Linked DNA regions of Mus musculus: region 2 is linked to region 1. Evidence: chromatin contacts called from public Hi-C data. All regions are on one chromosome and are shown on one strand. Each heading gives the region's core, a stretch centred on a gene start, on an enhancer-like site or on the middle of the called end of the contact. The rest is flanking DNA. Distances are from core to core; before and after follow the strand shown.

Region 1 (4,916 bases), core at 1,662-4,161:
AAGAACTCAGCCAACTAGGAATTTAAGGGTCAGTTAAATGAGATTAGGAATATAAAAAATGCTGTTTGTACCAAATGGCATGCCAGCCTTCTTGCCTTTTCTTGAGGATGCTATTGACTTTGCAAATTCATAAAATATATCGATTTTACTACTGAGCCCAGGGCTCTTATTATGAAGTGAGGATCTTCTCACTCCAGGGGGGGAAGCAAAAGGTGCTGGGTGCTGGGGGAGGCCAGGGGTGGGACCAGGAATTGACTACACAGATGATGTGCCAAGGCGGGGGTGGGAGGGAGCTCGTGGAACTTGGAAGGCTAAATCTGCTTTATATAGGCACTGAAAGCTCCAACACTTCGTGCAGCCATTCCTCACCCAAAGTTCCATATCTCTCAAGAAACCACTGAAGCCTCCATGACACTTACAACCCTCAAACTGAACTGAAAATGCCTGCCTTCCCAGATGCATCCCCAGGGACCACGTGGCACTGAAGCTGCAAACCCCAGGAAGTGGTGATGTCCCCAAGGTTTGTCCTCCACGAGCCCTCTACCTTGTGGTTATAGAAATGGCCATTGATGGAGAAGCGATGGCGTCTGATCCGTCGCTGGTCACTGGATGTCCTCACGTTGCCACGGCGACGCACCCCAACATCGCTGCGTGTGCGCATCAACTGTGGGGTGTCCTCCTGCACAGGCTTCAGGCCTCTGGAATCTTGGAGGAAAGAGGAACATGGGCTGTTTACCTGAGCCCAGTTATCTTTGAGGCCAACTCTTTGGCACTTACTGTCTCCCCAGTAACATATTTTATAAAAATAATTTTCTGCTGGGGGAGACACAATGTGTGATTTACTGAGAGTAACAGTGCACAGGTTCCAAACACGGGCCTCACAGCTGGCTCCCAAGTTCAGATTCCAGCTCTAACCCCTGGCTTCTCTTGCCTCTGTTTTCTGGAGGGGTTACAAAAGCCTCTGCCTTGTGGGATCAGAGCGAGGCTGTAAGTAAGTTAACGCACATAACAGGGCGGAGAAAAGTGCCTGGCTTAGGCTCAGCATGACCTACGGGGCTTGCAGGACGCTGCAAACAAGCTGCCTCATGACCAACCTTGAGGCCTTACCCTGAGTTGAAACTAGTCATAAAATAAGTACTTTGTGAGTCAACTCCCAAGAGGTGCTCACAGCAAAGTCACAGAGACAGGAAGTCAAGTGGTGGCTGCCACTGGTGAGGGGACTGGGGGACTAGAGCTACTGCAAAAGCTGCCACTTGTCTGGGGAGAGGCCCAGAAGGAGCCGCACCCACTCCGGGTGGTGGCAGCAGGCCTTCTCCTTGGCGTCATTTGGATTTGCATGGATTTGCTTGTTTCATCTCAAAGGACATTTTGCAGGTTGCTTTGAAGGAAGGAAACTGAAGGGAGAGGAGGTGGGAGAATTTAAAGTCTTTCCTTTTAACTTTTTAAAAAGCTATTGATGCGTGTGGATTTTACAGATGTAGACAAGAAGTCACAGGTTCAAACACAGCTGTCACCCCGTGGGCCTCTAGCAGGAGGCTCTTTCTATTGCTCACCTGTTGGGCTGTGTGTCTCGAGGCCTTCAACTGGCATATCCACTTCTGAGATCTGAACAGTGGGCATGGTGAGGGGCTTCAGTGTGGTGCTGAGGGGGTGCAAACAAACAGCAGGCTTGTTTAGACCTTGAGAGGACAGGTCCCAATTTCACGGCCCCCTTCCTGCAATGGGAACTTTTATACATGCCATGTAGGGAAACTCAAGTATTTGACAGGCAAGCAAGAGGCAGGCAAGATGTGCCGAGCATCCAGGAGGCTGGCCCAGATCCCATTCTAAGTGCTGAGGGGGGCAGGAAGCTCAGGAGAAACATGTTCTGTTCCTTCCTCTGCAAGAACCCAGTTCATTAGATCCAGAAGGAAGAACCCAGAGCCAAGTCCATGCACTGAGTCTCAAAGCACATGTGGTGGCCTAGGGCCCATTTTCTAGGGACACGATTCCAAGCTGGGTTTCTTTCTGTTGGAGGAACATCTCAGAAACTGGCCCTGGCTTCTTCGGCTCAGGAGTGATGATGCTCTCAGGGTTGCCATCAGGAGAAGGGACCACAAAAGCTCACCTGAACTACGCGACCTGGGTTTGCTGTGGTAACTGGGAATATTTTCTGAAAGCCCCAAAGAGCCATGGAGTCAGCTCAGAAAAACACATCCAAGATCAACAGGGGATTCAGTCTGAAGGGAGAGTCGAGTTTCTCAGGAAGGACCAGAATGAGAAGAGGGGAGGGGCTCCCTAAGGCATACATTCTTAGAATAATGGCTTTAAGGAAAGAAAAGTAAAATTGACAAACTGGAAGAATTTTCCCTCATAACTGTCTAAGCCTCAGTCTGTGCCCTTCCGAGAAATGCAGGCACTGGGTCCAGGTGGCACCCCATCGCCACTGTCCAACGCGGAAACTGGTCTGAGCATCTCAAACACACTCCTGCGGGCAACATTTAAGTTTGGCTGGCATTTGGGACATGCTTCTGAAAGCCCTTAAAATATTTACAGGCTTCAGGGACCAGGTTGTCACTGGAGAACGCAGAAAAACCTGGAGTGCAGACGGAAGGACCCCTAGGCATCACAGGAAAATGGGATCTTTAAAATCATCTCACTTGGAGAACAGAATGTAACAATCTAGAGGTCAAAGCTGGGCACGGACAGGATCTGGCCCACCGGAACTGTGAATGTGCTGAGAGCAAGCCCAAGAGCCCTGACCAGGCTTCCCCGTGCCCAGTGGGCAGGGCAACAACTTCCCTCCTTAGTCCCAAGGTTGGTTCCAGGATTTGGCTCTTCTGTGGATATTTCTCAACTTAGGACACTGATCCACTTGGCCGTGGAATGTAACAACATTCCAGGCAGCCAGCAGGGAAGGAGGGCTCAGTTCCCCTTTAAACTTGAAAGCACGTCATTGTGGTTTTGGCTGAGTGGCCAGCACACTCCACCCAGGCTCTGGCCCGAATGCCGCCCACCTCAGCAAGTTTCGAGGGGAACAAGGCTAGTTAGTCACTTGATCTCAAGACTGAAGTCCCAGAGAGAACAAGAAGATCGGCCCCGTGCCAGCATCCAGCTTCTCATTCAGTCACAGAAGGTGGGAGAGCAGACATGCTGCTGTTCGCTGACCTTGCAATGAGGTTCAATAGAGGACCTCCTAGACTCCTGCCTCCTGCCATGACCTGTTCCAGGTGTACAGAAGCTCGCTGGCTGACCTCACTCGGCTGGCTCAGACAGAACATTCCTTTCTCTTCTACTAGGTTCCACCAAGAGGGAGAGAGCTTTGATCAGTGAGTTCAAATCCTAGATGTCCCTGGAGCAGGACCATTCAAGTTGGGAGGATGTGTGTGTTGGCACCCTGTCGGAAGCCTCAGGCTTGGCTAGGGCTCCTGGAGGGAGGGCCCTCTGCTGCCCATTACCCTGTACTCCCCATTGCTGACTCAGAACCACCCCTCTTCACTCTGTGCCTGTGGAGTCAGGCAGGTGAGAGGTCCCTTTGTCCCCATCCCAAACCTGTGGCAGATAGCAGTTGGGGTGCTGGGAACTGGACCAGCAGCCCCCAGATACCCTCAAATTCATCTCCCTTCACTCACCCCTGTGCGCCCAGGTTACAGCCGGAGTGCCAGGAGGAGGAGGATGGAGGAGGACGGATGCGTTCGTGGTCATCCTGCATCTGCAGCCGAATGGGCCTGCGCAGCCCCCAGGAGATGTTCAGTAACCCCTCCACAATGAACTCGTCTTCCTCCTGCCATGAAACAACCGAGGGTGCTGAGCCCAGAGTGGATCCATAGGATGCGAGGGAGGGAGGGAGCAGTGAGCAAATCCTAGCTCTGAGGCACGCTCTGCTGGGAAGTTCCAGCTCCTCACAGATGACCTCAAAGGTCAACAGCACAAGGTTCTCAGCAGCATGTGGGAGATCCCCAGCAAGACCCTGTTTCTTTAAAACTGAGACACACGTGGGCAATTCATCAAACCGTTTTTATTGCCTTCATCTTAATGACTTTAAGGAAATCAGAGTACAATAAGAGGTGTGATAGCTCCTATCTATAGTGTCAGGACTCAGGAAGTGGAGGCAGGAGGATTGCCAACAGTTCCAGGCCAGGATGAGCTTCAGAATGAGCACATGACCAAAATCAACAAGGAAGGAAGGAAGGAAGGAAGGAAGGAAGGAAAGGAAAGGAAAGGAAAGGAAAGGAAAGGAAAGGAAAGGAAAGGAAAGGAAAGGAAAGGAAAGGAAAGGAAAGGAAAGGAAAGGAAAGGATAGAGGGAGAGAGGTGAGGGAGGGAGGGAGGAAGGAAAGGAAGGAAAGAAAGGAAGGAGAGAGGAAAACAATTAAGATGGAAGGAAGGAGAGAGAAACAGAGAGAGGGTCAGAACCTCTCTTAAAATAACAGAGACTGGCCTAATTAGAAGCAAGGACAAAACCCTAGAACTGGCTGTTTCCCCTTGCGTTTAGCAATCTGACCTGACTTTGGGTAACAGAGATTCAAAGCTTCCCCCAAGTTTACTTACAGAGCACGTTCCTAGAGCAGAAGTGTTGCCTTAAAAGGTGTCAAGTGTCTGCTAGCTGCAAGCCACAGTCCTCATCTAATTATTTTTTAAAGAAGAACTAACTCCCCCAGTGTTTTTCATAATCTAACACACCACTACACCTCCCAAGAGGCGAATAAATCCTTCAGGAATTCCAAAGTTATACTCAGAGGTTGCTGACTAACAAGAAGTTCAACATAAAACCCTCCCAGATGCAGCCCCTCCAATCCTATTTTGACTGTGAGGTCTCAGAGAGTTGACGACAGGATTGTTCTAGTTTGTTTACAAGATGTTCCCGCAGGCTACATGCTAAAGGTTTGCTCCCCTGCTTGTGGAAACCTTAGGAAGGAGGGCCTAGCTGGAAGAAGT
Region 2 (4,916 bases), core at 1,486-3,985, 220 kb after region 1:
ACTAGGTCTTGCCTCTAAGTTAACAGCAGAATGACAGGCAGGCACTGACTCTTCTATAAGAAATCAGGCCAGACATTAAAAACAAGAAATCACTAAACGGTCAGAAATGAAAAGTGTCAGAAAGCAAAAATGGGAGCGTGATGATTCATTTGTCTCCCATTGCCTCCTTGGAGGCCAGAGAGCCCCCTGTTTGGGCCTTCAGAAGGCGACTTGCCTAGGGCATCTACTGTCTGTGTTAGGATCTTCTACATAGAGCCGGACTGTTGAGGTTCACTGGAAATTCAGCAACGGTAAAAGGTTTCTGAATGCACAATGGCCAGAGAATAGAAGACCTAACACATGGAGTGACTGCTGACGATGCTCACCCCGGCTGTGCTTGTAACTTCACTGCAGACTTGGGTCTGAAGCCACAGCCGCACATGGTCTGAAACACTATGAGGTAGATTCCCTGCATGCTTTGCACTGCAGAGGTCTAAATGAGCACACATAGTCATCTGCTCTTAGAGAAACATGAACACTTAATCATAGGAAACAAAGGCTTTAAATCCATGGCTTGAGTTGCTGACTTAGGCTTTATTACTGGTTTTTAAATTGTTTATACAGAAGACTGGAGAGATGGCTCTGTGACTAAGAGTACGAATTGCTCTTACAGAAGACCTTAGATCTGTTCCCAGCACTCGCACTGGGCAGCTCACACTCACCTGGGACCCGGGGGAATCTGATGATTCTGACCTCCAAGGGCACCGGCACATACATCTGTAAGAAATATCAAATACCAGTCTTTTTGTCAAATACTATAAAACAAGGACAAGGAATTAAAAAAAATTTTTTTTTCTTTCAAGACAGGGTTTCTCTGTGTAGCCCTGGCTGTCCTGGAACTCACACTGTAGACCAGGCTGGCCTCGAACTCAGAAATCCACCTGCCTCTGCCTTCCAAGTGCTGGGATTAAAGACGTGTGCCACCACTGCCCAGTGAATTAAAATATTTTTATCTCCCACACATTATAAGATGTTCACACAAGTGTTTTACTTACTGTGACCCAGGAAAACCTTTGCTCTATTCTAGGAATTTATGTCCTGGAGCAGTGTCCCCCTTCTTGGAGCAGTGACCCCCTTCTTGGAGCAGCACCTCCTTTCCCCTTCATCCAACTCCCTTGTGTGCCAATTCTCTTCGGACTAGCCAACCAACTGAATAAGATTGTGAGGTCAGACCCCAGCCAATGGGGAAGAGACACAGCCACCACCTGAAATTAGAATAAAAACTAGATACACTTCCTGTCTCCGTGTGTTTGATTTTCTGAGAGCACCCTCTTGATCAAGAGCAATGTTCGCCTGTCCAGACACTTCAGTTGGAACGGTGGGCCCTTTCTTTTGTGACCTCAAACTTACTTCTAACACCCTCACATAGACACAAACACATACATACACAGACACAGACACAAACACCTACACATGGTTAAGATGATAAATCTTTAAAAAGAGAGTAAAAAAATTAAATTAATTTGACTTGTGATTTGGAGAGAATTCCCAACAGTTTCTGAAATGGCCCTAAACATGTTCTGGTCATTTTATGTTACTAAGTTATGCAAATGGCATCTCAGCACTGTAAAAGTGAAATGTCAATCACCTCTGAAAAACCCTGGAGCCCCCTCTCTGTCTGCAGTGTTGGACATTCAGCCAACACTTCCTTATACAGACAGAATAGCACTAGTGCCATTAATATGCAATTTTGCTTTTGTGTTTAATAAATGTTAAAAATTATATGTATCAAAAATTTGTAGAAATAAATGTTTTATTACTAGTAGATGTTTGATGGTGTCTAATGTGTGTGTGTTATATAGTATATAAATGGAGGTATGAAGACAAATTGTGGGGGTCAGTTTTGTTCTTCCACCCTGTGTGTTCCAGGGATCAAACTCTGGGTTGTTAGGTGGCAGGGACATCTATTTGCTTAGCCATGGGCTCCATATCCTACCATGCTACAAATTTAAGCTACCTCATATCCCTGATCAAAAACCTGCCAGGAGGGCCTGTTATCTCTCATGTTAGTCCCCATTGAGTAAAACTAACCAACTTCTTTCCACTTTGTAATTATGGCGTTTAGAGCAGTTCTCTCTGACCATGGAGATCCTTCCAGGAAAGCCCACATGATTCACGGTGGCCAAAAAGAACAGACCCTGGGATGCTTCTACATGGGGGCTCTTAGAGAAGAATGGGGCATGAACATGAGCTTGAAGCCTCTTGAGAATTTGGCTCCCACCTCCCTGGGCTGTTTGATGATCTAAGAAAGAAGTCAAGTAGCCTTGTAACTGAAGTTCACTCCCGAGAAACAGGTTTATTCCTCTGGCTATTGTGGCCAGCAGACTCAAACAGACTCACTAGAGACCTGAGGAGCCCTCTCTTGGGTTTCTAGGTCAGCCAGTTTGGGGAGGCCAGGAAAAAGACTGTGAAAGAAAAAAAAACGACCCAGCTCATAATCACTGGTGCTTGCAGCCTGCTGGAGAAGGGAGAGAACACTGGAGACCATGCTGACGCAGAAAGAATGGGATGCAGGCCTGGCCGTACCATTCAAACCCTGGGCAGAGGAGTATTCAACACAGCAGTTCCTGAATATCCCTTCTCCATTTTTGTCAACTTGAGTGGTGTTTTTAAATTTTGCACTCTCATGAGCCCGGAATGATTCACTGGCTCTTTTTGGAAGCAGCTGTATTTTGAGATCATTTTCAGGAGTTCTTTAAATATCCTGAACGCTCTACTTACAAGGGTGACTCAAAAAGAATCTTCTCCCCAGGGAGGGGGAAAAGGGAACTGGCGTTGACCGAGTTGACTGTGCACAAGCTTGCTCTGCAGGATGAAAGGGTTCTAGAGGCAAAGTGCACAGCAGTGTGCTTGTTAACACTACAGACCTGCGACTTGAAGTGCTAATGTCGGACCAGCGTCATGGCTCAGACATGACAGTCTGTGCTAGCTTCCCCTCATCCCACACGGGAGGAGACGAGCAGACTCCCCCAGCTGTCTTTGCCACACACACAGGCCACAGTGTGCAGCTGCACGCACACACGCACACTGTAAATAAAGAGGTAATAAATAAATGGATAAATAAATGTGAGTGATTTAGGAAGTGCAACAGTATGCTTTTAAAGCATAATTTTAAAGTTCTGTAGAATGCTAATATACACATATACACATATACACATATATCTGCATTCCTCTAGCTGTGAAGTTAGGGTTGAGTCTATTTTATGGCAATTGTGCCCTAGGAAAACTGTTTGTTGTTGTTGTTTATTGTTTTATTTGTTTGTTTTTCGAGACAGGGTTTCACTGTGTACTCCTGGCTACCCTGGAACTCACTCTGAAGACCAAGCTGGGCTTTGAACTTATAGAGACCCGCTTGCCTCTGCCTCCAGAGTACACCACCGCTACCCAACTGATTTTTGTTTTTGTTTTTTCAAGACAGAATCCTTTTATATGTAGTCTTGGCTATCTTGAAACTCTGCCTGTTGGCCAGGCTGGAACTTGAAGAGATCACTTGCCTCTGCCTCACCAGTGTGGAAATTGAAGGTGTGTGCTACCAACACCCAACTAACACCCAACTAGTAAAGGCGATTTTAAAAAAGAATTCTTTCCCCACAGCACACGACCTCATGGTATTCTGTGTGGTGGTACTTTAGAACTCCATCGTGATCCCAAGCACACCCCAAACATCTGTTCCCTCAGGGACAGGGGGTGCTCTGAGGCAGAGGCTGTGGGCTTGTTTTATGCTCTAGGGGTTGTGTGATGCAAAGACTGGACAGGCATGAGCTGGCTGAGTGGATGGGCCTACCAGATGCATATTATGTATATTCTCTGATTCATTTGCTTCTCTCAGCAAGCATAGGTAACAGCGGCTGGCTTGGAAATTGGAAGTGATACAAACTAAATAAGTCTGCAGTTCTGTGCATTGCATGCTAGCAAGGGGGACACACAGTAAATGTGTGTGTATATACATATATGTGTCTGTGTGTACATATATACATATATAGTGTAGTATATAGTGTAGTATGTAGTATGACAGCTGGTAGTAAGGATTTAGAAGGAAAACAAATCAGATTCAGGGATCAGGAGCACCAAGGATGAAAGCTGACTGACTACTTCACAAATGGACCACATACACACACACACACACACACACACATACACACACACACACACACACACACATACACACACATACACATATACACACACACGCTAGCCCAGCTAACCGAGGGCAGTGTGATCTCAGGCAGGTTAGTAGGGAATCGTACTTAAGGGGGAAAGGAGGATACCAGTACATTAATTATAGCTAGGATCAGTGCTGTTAATATGTGGCTTGTGTGGTCGCGTAGGAACCTATGCTCAGAAGGTCTTAATGTTCTACCACTATCCAGAATTTTTGTTTATTGGTAGATTTTTATTTATTTAATCTGATCTAGGTGCTAGAGATAAAAACTTCTTACACTTGGGTAGCACACACTTACCTGACAGCCATCACCTTTGTCCTGGACTGCTTCTTGTCCACGTTTCTTTTCTATTGATTTTTATGTAGATGTCTATACAAAATCACCATTCTAACTTCTGTATAAATGGCCATTTTAGAATGATATTGCATTGTCATAGGGCAGCATTTCTTCAAGTCCCTCTGGGATTCTTTCTGATTTATGTCATAGCTTTGATTTTTAGATAGTCTTTAAGATAATTATGTGACCCCCCCCCCACTCCTTACTCTTCCTGTGGGTTTCTAATTAGGATAGAATTGCAATTGTAGATAAATGTATGCTTTAGAAAATTGAGTCTAAGTTAACAAAATAATTTTTATGCATCTCAGTAAGGTTCCATGATTTTCATCAAATGGGTTTAAGTAACTTCCCATTAGTTTAATCTTCAAGTGTTTTGTT

The links. Hi-C and Micro-C count contacts between places; a contact is called where the count stands out from the background.
Region 2: a Hi-C map of bone marrow-derived macrophages shows a contact between it and region 1, with 30 read pairs. The contact joins two enhancer-like sites. A contact is called at or near these places in 1 of 15 datasets of contacts at CTCF or cohesin (the NIH/3T3 cell line), 8 of 484 Hi-C or Micro-C datasets (CD8 T cells, the CH12 cell line, Th2 cells and 5 more), 6 of 115 datasets of contacts at active chromatin or transcription factors (bone marrow-derived dendritic cells, bone marrow-derived macrophages, embryonic fibroblasts and 3 more) and 2 of 9 other capture datasets (bone marrow-derived macrophages and embryonic stem cells).

Annotation. Positions count from the first base shown.
Region 1 is chr2:132,003,755-132,008,670 of GRCm38.p6, forward strand. Rassf2 (Ras association (RalGDS/AF-6) domain family member 2) reads right to left here. Exons shown (of 11, transcript NM_175445.4): 4 at 3,612-3,763; 5 at 1,554-1,642; 6 at 545-705. Among named protein-coding and RNA genes, the nearest start is that of Rassf2, 24 kb to the right of the region's middle. Within about 2 kb of position 2,912, at least 166 of the 459 cell types and tissues checked have an H3K27ac peak or open chromatin away from gene starts, as enhancers often do. A contact at or near this core is called in the CH12 cell line, the NIH/3T3 cell line, bone marrow-derived macrophages and 3 more, where this site is marked.
Region 2 is chr2:132,218,981-132,223,896 of GRCm38.p6, forward strand. It overlaps Gm14051 (a long non-coding RNA gene), which reads left to right. Exons shown (of 3, transcript XR_866753.3): 3 at 1,067-1,272. Among named protein-coding and RNA genes, the nearest start is that of Tmem230, 26 kb to the right of the region's middle. Within about 2 kb of position 2,736, at least 76 of the 459 cell types and tissues checked have an H3K27ac peak or open chromatin away from gene starts, as enhancers often do. A contact at or near this core is called in the CH12 cell line, the NIH/3T3 cell line, bone marrow-derived macrophages and 3 more, where this site is marked.